Linked DNA regions of Drosophila melanogaster: region 2 is linked to region 1. Evidence: chromatin contacts called from public Hi-C data. All regions are on one chromosome and are shown on one strand. The core of a region is the stretch at or near the end of the contact, and the rest is flanking DNA. Distances in the headings are between cores, read along the strand shown.

Evidence for each region. Hi-C and Micro-C count contacts between places; a contact is called where the count stands out from the background.
Region 2: a Hi-C map of the Kc167 cell line shows a contact between it and region 1, with 2.8 times the contacts expected there. The contact joins the promoter of spoon here to the promoter of Pdha in region 1. A contact is called at or near these places in 5 of 107 Hi-C or Micro-C datasets (the D17-c3 cell line, the Kc167 cell line, the ML-DmBG3-c2 cell line and 1 more) and 1 of 6 datasets of contacts at active chromatin or transcription factors (the Kc167 cell line).

Annotation. Positions count from the first base shown.
Region 1 is chrX:4,700,897-4,705,044 of dm6, forward strand. Pdha (Pyruvate dehydrogenase E1 alpha subunit) reads left to right here and starts at 1,429. Exons shown (of 5, transcript NM_167017.3): 1 at 1,429-1,695; 2 at 1,796-1,996; 3 at 2,659-3,223; 4 at 3,299-3,621; 5 at 3,692-4,148. The coding sequence starts at 1,636. The coding sequence ends at 3,874. ctp (cut up) reads left to right here. Exons shown (of 3, transcript NM_167015.3): 3 at 1-1,138.
Region 2 is chrX:5,417,874-5,422,270 of dm6, forward strand. It overlaps spoon (spoonbill), which reads right to left and starts at 2,463. Exons shown (of 5, transcript NM_167034.2): 1 at 2,321-2,463. The coding sequence starts at 2,365. It overlaps Usp16-45 (Ubiquitin specific protease 16/45), which reads left to right and starts at 3,660. Exons shown (of 5, transcript NM_167037.2): 1 at 3,660-3,794.

The DNA.
Region 1 (4,148 bases), core at 179-2,678:
CAAGGAATGAAAGCGAACAGTAATAAGAAACAAGGAAACCAAAAAGTAAATATATATATTCATGCAAGAAATACAAAATAAAGTAAACATTGGTGTAAATTAAGCAAGAACCTAAGTAAAACCTACTAAAAACAACCAAAAAAAATAAGAAGCTTAATACGTAATTTCCTGAAAACAACAGAAGACATATGCAGAAATCACACACATTTACCGTTACTTTTCACACACATACAGCACCTCTCTCTCTTTAGCTATTGCGTTTTAGATTATTGCTCAGCACGTTTTTGCGTAGACACAAAACTATTTATGCTAACGGTAAGATAGAACCTCCTCTCTCTCTCTCACCCACACACACACACACCTCCCCCACTTACACACACACAAGCACTCGCAAAAACAAGAAGACGAAGAGAAAAACTAAATTTTTTTCTTATAATCGGAATGCCGGATTTCTAACGGGAAAGGAAACAAAAACACAACAGGACTTCTAATAAGTGTTTATACATACAAATATATATATATATACATGTACATGTATACATATGAAACAAAACAAAAAACAAAGCAAAGCATAATTTTTTGTCATAATGCAAAATATTTGTGTGAGAAACCAATTTTTGATGTAACAGAAAAACGCGCGAAAAATTGAATATGTGTAACGGTAACAGAGCAAAAGATAGATAAAAGAAAGTAAAAAATTTATTTCATTCGCTTAGTTTTTCCCAAACGATCGATCCATTTCCTCATTTTCCGTTAGTAACTTTTAAACTCAAATCTTTTAGCTGCCATTTCTAAAGCAAAAAAAAAAAAATGAAACAACAAACCGAGAAACCAACAAATACAAAAACTAGTTTAAAATCTTAGTTTGTAAAGCGTTTATTTGAATTTAACTGTTTAATTCTACTTTACCTATTTCTATTTAACTGGTTTTTTGTGCAAGGAACAAACATTACTTAAGTTTTTGTAAGAGATTAGTGAATTATGTGAGCTGAGTGCGATATAGAGCAGTATTGCAATTGCAACTGCAATCGCAAATGTGGATTTATGGAGGCAATTTCAAGTAACAATACGAGTAAGAAATGAGAAAGCAAACAAAAACCAAATGAGATCTTCAATGTGAAATAAAAGTACTTCTTTGAAAACCCTCGTTTTATTTGGGCGGCAAAGTAATATAAAATGTGATTGAGTAAGTATTTATTCGAGTATTTCAATAACCGCCAAACACTACTATTATTTTGATATAACATTGTGTGACACATTATATAAAAGCTTATTGAATATTTTACGTAAACATTTATATTTCAAGTTATATTGAAAAAGAAAGTTCGATAAGCTAATTTAGTATTTTTTGAAAACAGGGAAAGCTGCAGTATTTTATTTAGGGTCACACTAATAGGCCAAGTGGTGCGTTATTTTTCGCTATAACGCCAAACGGTTGTTATAGTTGTGCAATATAGTAGTTGATAAACTAATCTCGCTACCTTTTTTTCCGATTGTTTAACTTACAACGACGCGCGGCGGTGCGACTGAGACACCAGATATATAGCGTGCGATTCTAGATCCGGACAATCCGCATATAGAAAGCCCCCATTCACATCCAATTTCTGTCAGTCGAACGAGAATAACACAGCGAAAATGTTGCGTACTCTGTCACGCGTTAGCGAATTGCCCATTATTGTTAAGCAACTGCAAAAAGTACGTAATCCCAATCCCGCTTTGCACCCACTAACATTTCTAATTGTTGTCACTAAAAATGCAATTGAACAAATCCATTCGATAATGAAAACACTAAAAGCGTTGCCATAACAACAACAACAACAACATCATCATCAGCGGATGTCGGATACTTAGCAACAACAACAACAACAGCAGCATCGATATCATCAGGAATGGGAGATATTCATCGTCGTTTTTCGGTTTATTCCAGAATGCAGCCCAAGCAGGTGTTTCGAAAACCAACAATTATGCCACGGAGGCCACCGTTCAAGTGAATCGGGTGCGTATTATAGCATTAAGTACTTGTAACTCAGGAAAATTCAAAAGTCGGAAGGGAAAAAATACGGTTACATAATGCGATTTTCGCCAGATAGCAAACGGTTTGCGTGTGTGTGTGTGTGTGTGTAAGTGCAGGGTTGCATTTTGCCGGTCAATCCGCTCATTTTCAAATGACAAGGTCACGCAGTAATTTGTAGTTTTCCGTCTCCCACGCTCTTTATCACCGTCTGCCTTTTGCGTGGCCGACGCGTGACTGTTCACGCACCATATAACATATAGTCTTATCAACGATCCGCCGATTTTCACCCTCTCTCTCTTTCTCTCCGTCTGTCTGTCTGGCTCTCTGTTTACGTCGATTCTCACGCCATAAATTAGCCGCCATAAATCCAAATTTGGTTTTTGGAGCATACTTCCGAAAATCCTCGATATGTGGTTATAGCTCTCTATAGATTAGTATACTTTGATTAGAGAAGCTTGAAGCCTATGGTTATTTGGTTTATCCAATCAAACTGCTATCATTTTATTACTTATCATGCGTTCCAAACGTTTCCGTTACGTTCTTATCAGATGTGTGTGTCAGTTGTTAATGTAAAAGTAGAAAACGTTTTTAAAATTAATGAAGTTTAGGGATCTAAATTCTAAATATGCTTTCCAACTTTGCAGCCCTTCAAGCTGCACCGCCTGGACGAAGGACCCGCCACGGAAGTGAAGCTGACCAAGGATCAGGCCCTCAAGTACTACACACAGATGCAGACGATCCGTCGGTTGGAGACGGCCGCCGGTAATCTGTACAAGGAGAAGATCATTCGCGGCTTCTGTCATCTGTATTCCGGCCAGGAGGCATGCGCCGTTGGCATGAAGGCGGCGATGCGGGATGTGGACAACATCATCTCGGCGTACCGTGTCCACGGATGGACCTACCTGATGGGCGTCTCACCCAGCGGCGTACTGGCTGAGCTCACCGGTGTCCAGGGTGGCTGTGCCCGCGGCAAGGGTGGCTCCATGCACATGTACGCACCGAACTTCTACGGAGGCAATGGCATCGTGGGTGCTCAAGTTCCTTTGGGTGCCGGCGTTGGCTTGGCCTGCAAGTACAAGGGCAATGGCGGCATGTGCCTGGCCCTCTACGGTGATGGTGCCGCCAATCAAGGACAGGTGTTCGAGGCTTACAACATGGCCTACCTGTGGAAACTGCCTGTGATCTTTGTCTGCGAGAACAACAACTACGGTGAGTGCTGTAGAAAGTGGAACAATGCTAAAAGATATTTACTTAAACCAAATGTTGTATAATTATACCCATTAGGAATGGGCACCAGTTCTGAGCGTGCTTCCTGCAACACTGATTACTATACCCGCGGCGACGCTCTGCCCGGAATCTGGGTGGACGGCATGGATGTGCTGGCCGTGCGCAGCGCCACCGAGTTCGCCATCAACTATGTGAACACTCACGGACCTTTGGTGATGGAGACGAACACGTACCGATACTCTGGACACTCCATGTCCGATCCGGGCACATCGTACCGCACACGCGAGGAGATCCAGGAGGTGCGCCAGAAGCGTGATCCCATCACCTCCTTCAAGGAGCTGTGCATCGAGCTGGGTCTGATTACCACCGATGAAGTTAAGGTGGGTTTGGCTTATAGGGTTTTATTTTTGTTATGAGTTATGATTGCTAAAAGAAAAAAACATCTTCCAGGCCATCGATCTGAAGGTACGCAAGGAGGTCGACGAGGCCACCGCCTTCGCCAAGTCCGATGCCGAGCTGGGCGTGAGCCACCTCTGGACGGACGTGTACTCCAACAATCTGGAGCCCAAGCTGCGCGGCACCATCGCCTACGATATTGATCACATCCAGGAGCGCAAGGGCGTCAATCACTAAGTCATCGGGCCAACGAATCTGATTCGGGAACTCACAAGAACCTTAAACGAAACAAGAAAACCGAACAGCAAACACAAATCACTGACAGACAGACAAGAAGACACAATAACTCAGAAACTTGGACACAAGCGAAATCTCTAGATCATAAGCCGAAAGTTGAACGATGAGAACCCCGTAGAACGGAACGGATCCGAAGAGACCCACAAAAAGCTTAGCTAATCGGAGCACTCCAACCACACATCGTAGCGCACCACATAACTCTGGGGTACTGCAT
Region 2 (4,397 bases), core at 1,213-3,712, 720 kb after region 1:
TGCAAGTCACGAGACCCGCCTGCATGTGCTCGTCTGCATAAGTGTGCGTGTGTGTGTGTGTGTTTGCCAGTGTGTTTGATTTTGGTTTTTTCCTTTCTGAACTTTTGCGTATTAATAGCAACAAATAAATACGTAAATATAGACAACAACACAAATGCCGAGAGAGAGAGAGACAACGAGAGAGAACGACGAAAAAGGTGCAAAGCGATTTTTGAATGCCACGCGGAAGGGAAAAACGCAACGGGAGAGAGCGAGAGAGATGGAGCGATAGATCGCATGCAAAGAGCGCGTGCGCAAGAACGCAAAAGAGCGTCGGCGAAGAACGGAAGAGAGGCGCAAGAAGAAACCGTTACGTTTACGTATGGCAATGGCAAATGTTACGAAATCATTACAAAACAAAACTAAAAGTTACGAAAACAACAGCTTTGCCAGAAATTCATCACCTATTCACAAAATAAATGTGTGTTTTTGTATTACCACTAGGATAAAACTGAATTCGTTGCTTCTTCCGGTTTCGTTTGTATTTTATGTCGTTTTATGGCATCAATTCGCTTCGGCTTATTTTTTGGAGTTTCTTCTATGCTTTTGTTTATTTTCTTTCTTTTTTTGTTGGGTTTCGATATGCCGGCGAAATTGTTCGAGAGATTCGAGATATCGACTGCTCGATATATGAAGGGAAACTACTTTGCACGCCTTCTAATTGCCAATTCCTCTGGCTTTTTATTTGTATTATTTTTTTTATTTCGGCACCGATTCTCCGCTCTTCACTCCATCCGCTCTTCCGCATCGGCATACCCCCACCAACCCGCGAAAAAAGAGAGGATGCGTGGTGGCAAGTTTTTATTTAGCGCCCCTTTCCACCCACACACACACTCATCCCACCAAGCGGAAACGAGACAGAAAGCCGGAGAGAAGAAAAGAGAGTGGCGAGCTCATTAGAACAAAGAAATCCGAAAACCGTTAATCAAAATCCATTCAAATGGATTGTAAGACGCTCCTTCGAATTTGGTCAAAATTTCCGGGGCCCGAAAAGTGCAAGTCATGCCGAACAGTAGTTTAAAGCCATGAGATCTTTAGTACTTTTAAGTTACTCACTATAGAACCGATTTACCCACTATACTCCCGCTTCCCCCCATCCACAATATCGTCACTTTGTTAGGGCCCAAAGGTCCTCCTGTTACACAGTGGTCAGATGATAAGCTCAATCGACAAGCAACTGAAACACAAACATACATTGTATGTATGTACATATGTATATGTATATGCATATGTATATGTATAAATGTACATATAGCGACAGATCAACGGTTGATGGGAGCATGCAGGGGGTGGGGGATAAGGGGCCTAGTGGGGTGCTATAAAATGGCCATGGAAGGGCAACTGGCCAGACAGCTGTGGCATTTCCTAATCGTCGAAACCGGGTGACGGGAATTTTTCAGATTACGTTTTATACCCTTTGCTTAGAGTATTAAAACTTGTTGACAAAGCTTGCCACATTTTGCCTAAAATTCTTAATAAATGGATATGCATAAGAGCAGGGAGAAGTGTAGTTTTACACGTATTCGTATCAACTCTTGAATTAAAACGACAAAATGTAAGATAAGGGCACAACAACTTCGCAATGGTCTTCTAGTTTTTGTTATTTTTTTTTTGTATTTCCTACACTGTAAGCTTGTTTATACATGAATATTGATGTGTCTGCGTGTCTCGGCATGCAAACAAACATGTTTAGGCATGTTTTTTGTGTGCCTTTCGGTTATTTGTTATTTTCTGACTTTGAACTTGCACATTGTTGTTGCTCCAAACTCGAATACCAGTGCGGCCAAAAGAAGAGGAAGCCGTCGAACGGGGAGGTGAAGCAACAGCCTAAAAATTTGAAATTCCCCCGAACAAGCGAGAATGAGCGACACAGAGAGGCAAGCCAGAAGAGAGCACCAAAACAACAACAAATCAGGTGCAACAACATTGCCAGCTAGCCGAAAAAGTCCACATTGTTATAATCTTGGCAACGTGGTTTCCGATCATATGGTGGCCAAAAATGGGCGGGGATTGTATAATCGGGGGATATACTACTTTATATGTGTATACATATGTATGTATGCATAGACGCAATGTTTTCTTTGTGGGAGTGGCAGCTCCTTTTCGCCTTTGTTCTCTTTCAGGCGTAAAAAAACCGAACATTAACGGTGAAAGCTGTAACACACACAGACGCACTTATGCTCGGCATGTGTATGCGTGCGATTGTGGGTGTGTGTGTGTGTGAGTGCTGTCATTGTGTAATCGCCGAATTGAACTCCAAATTTTTTCCATAACCACTTACTGTCACTTTGCCGGAACAACAACAACAGCGGCAAGGCAGAGTCATACACTTAACAAAAAGTTGACAAAAAAAAGGTAGTTAAAACGTTGGCTATGGTACCGGGAAAGAGGTGCGAATAGAGCTCAAGACACGGACATTGGAACAAATCCACACAGAACAGAACATGACACCATTTTCCGTCACATCTCTCTGTTTTGGCAAACACACACACGCACTTTTTTTGTACTAGGTTATGTTCCGCGTGCTGCGATTTCTTACCTTTGTGAACCGCTTGGGTAACTTATTTTGCTCACTATCTTTGGGTGCTTTCAAAGCTATCTACTGCACACGCGAGTTGTGTATTGTTTTTGCTTATTTGCTGGCGATTTACTGTCGTTTTCTCAACGCTAAAGTGCTGCACGAATTAAACACGTGTCTACGTTCCACCTTTTACAAATCACAATAACATGGCCGGCGTGCGGCAGTGTTGCCATGCATCCGCAAAACTCTGGCAATCGGAGCTGCCTGCTTAATCACCCGCACTCGCGATGGCCAAATCCTCGAATTACAAGAGCCTTTGTGCACACAAAAAAAAAATATAGAAAAAATCACTTCACAGTTTGAATCGCAGCCCAATTATTTCTAGAAAGCCGAAAAACGTGTGCACGGAGTGCTGGTTATCAAATCGAATGGCAGCACATGCACAAACAGGGCTGCCCACGCTCATCGATAGGTATCGATTGGGGCAATAGGTATTTTCTTAGGCGGCGTTGCCACCGAATGTGCACAAAAGTGTTGCAAATTTCGCGATATTTCGTTACGATATTTTGTGGAGCAATACTTTTGGGCATTTGTAATTTTCCAACGTAGTTCTTGGGAAGTTCTGATTTCATTTTGTCTTACCACAATATGCTTGTTCATGCGAATTTCAGCCTATTTTTTGTCAGTATAGCGCACTATAAATCGATAATTTCGAAATAATATTTATATAGGAGCAGATAGCGACTTCAATATCTCAAAGAAAACAATCACTAAAAATCTTCTTTTTAATTTAACACAGTGATGTGTGTAATTCCAAATGATATTTTTTTAAATTTATAAAGCGGCGCAAAATAAAAAAAAGACCAAGCTAGTTAGTAGTGAATGCATACATAGATTTTTGAAATCCCTTCAATGATTTAATTACCTCCTGTTTGAGCGAAGAACATAAGCAGTGTGGATAATTAATTAAAATAATAATAATAGCAATTATTTGCAGCATAAGTTGAATGATATAAATGAATTATTTGCACATGTTTCGAGACCCTATAGTTTCTGACAACGGTTCAAATTGACCACACGCGAGATTTGCGACGAAAATAAGCAACGGTCACACTTGGTCACGTCGTTCACGTTTTCTATTTACGCATAAACGAATAAAAAGCGCCTAAAAGTGCTATAAAACATATATGTTGTGTGCTCATGTGCTACACATATCGCAGCGAGTAAATTTAAGGTAGTAGGCAGATCTTGTTGTGCATGTGTGTGGGTAATCACAGTTCTAGTTTTGTAATTTTTTATATTTCCTACACTGTAAGCTTGTTTATACATGAATATTGATGTATGTGCGTGTCTCGGCATGCAAGCAAACATGTTTAGGATTGTTTTTTGTGTGCCTTTCGGTTATTTGTCATTTTCTGACTTTGAACTTGCACATTGTTGTTGTTCCAAACTTGAATACCATTGCGGTCAGAAGAAGAGGAAGCCATCGAACAGAGAGGTGAAGCAACAGCCTAAAAATTTGAAATTGACCACACGCGGGAGTTGCGACCCAAATAAGCAACGGTCACACTTGGTCACGTCGTTCACGTTTTCTATTTACGCATATACGAATAAAAAAAAGTGCATAAAAGTGCTGTAAAACATATATGTTGTGTGCTTACGTGCAACGCATATCGCAGCGAGTAAATTCAAGGTACTACTCAGATCCTGTTGTGCATGTGTGTGGGGGTAATCACAGTTCGTGTCTATGTGTGCGTGCGTATGGGCTTGATTGGTTGGGTGCGTGTATGAGTTCGGGGTCCTTTGGATTTTCGAGAAATCATCGCAAAAAGGGTAA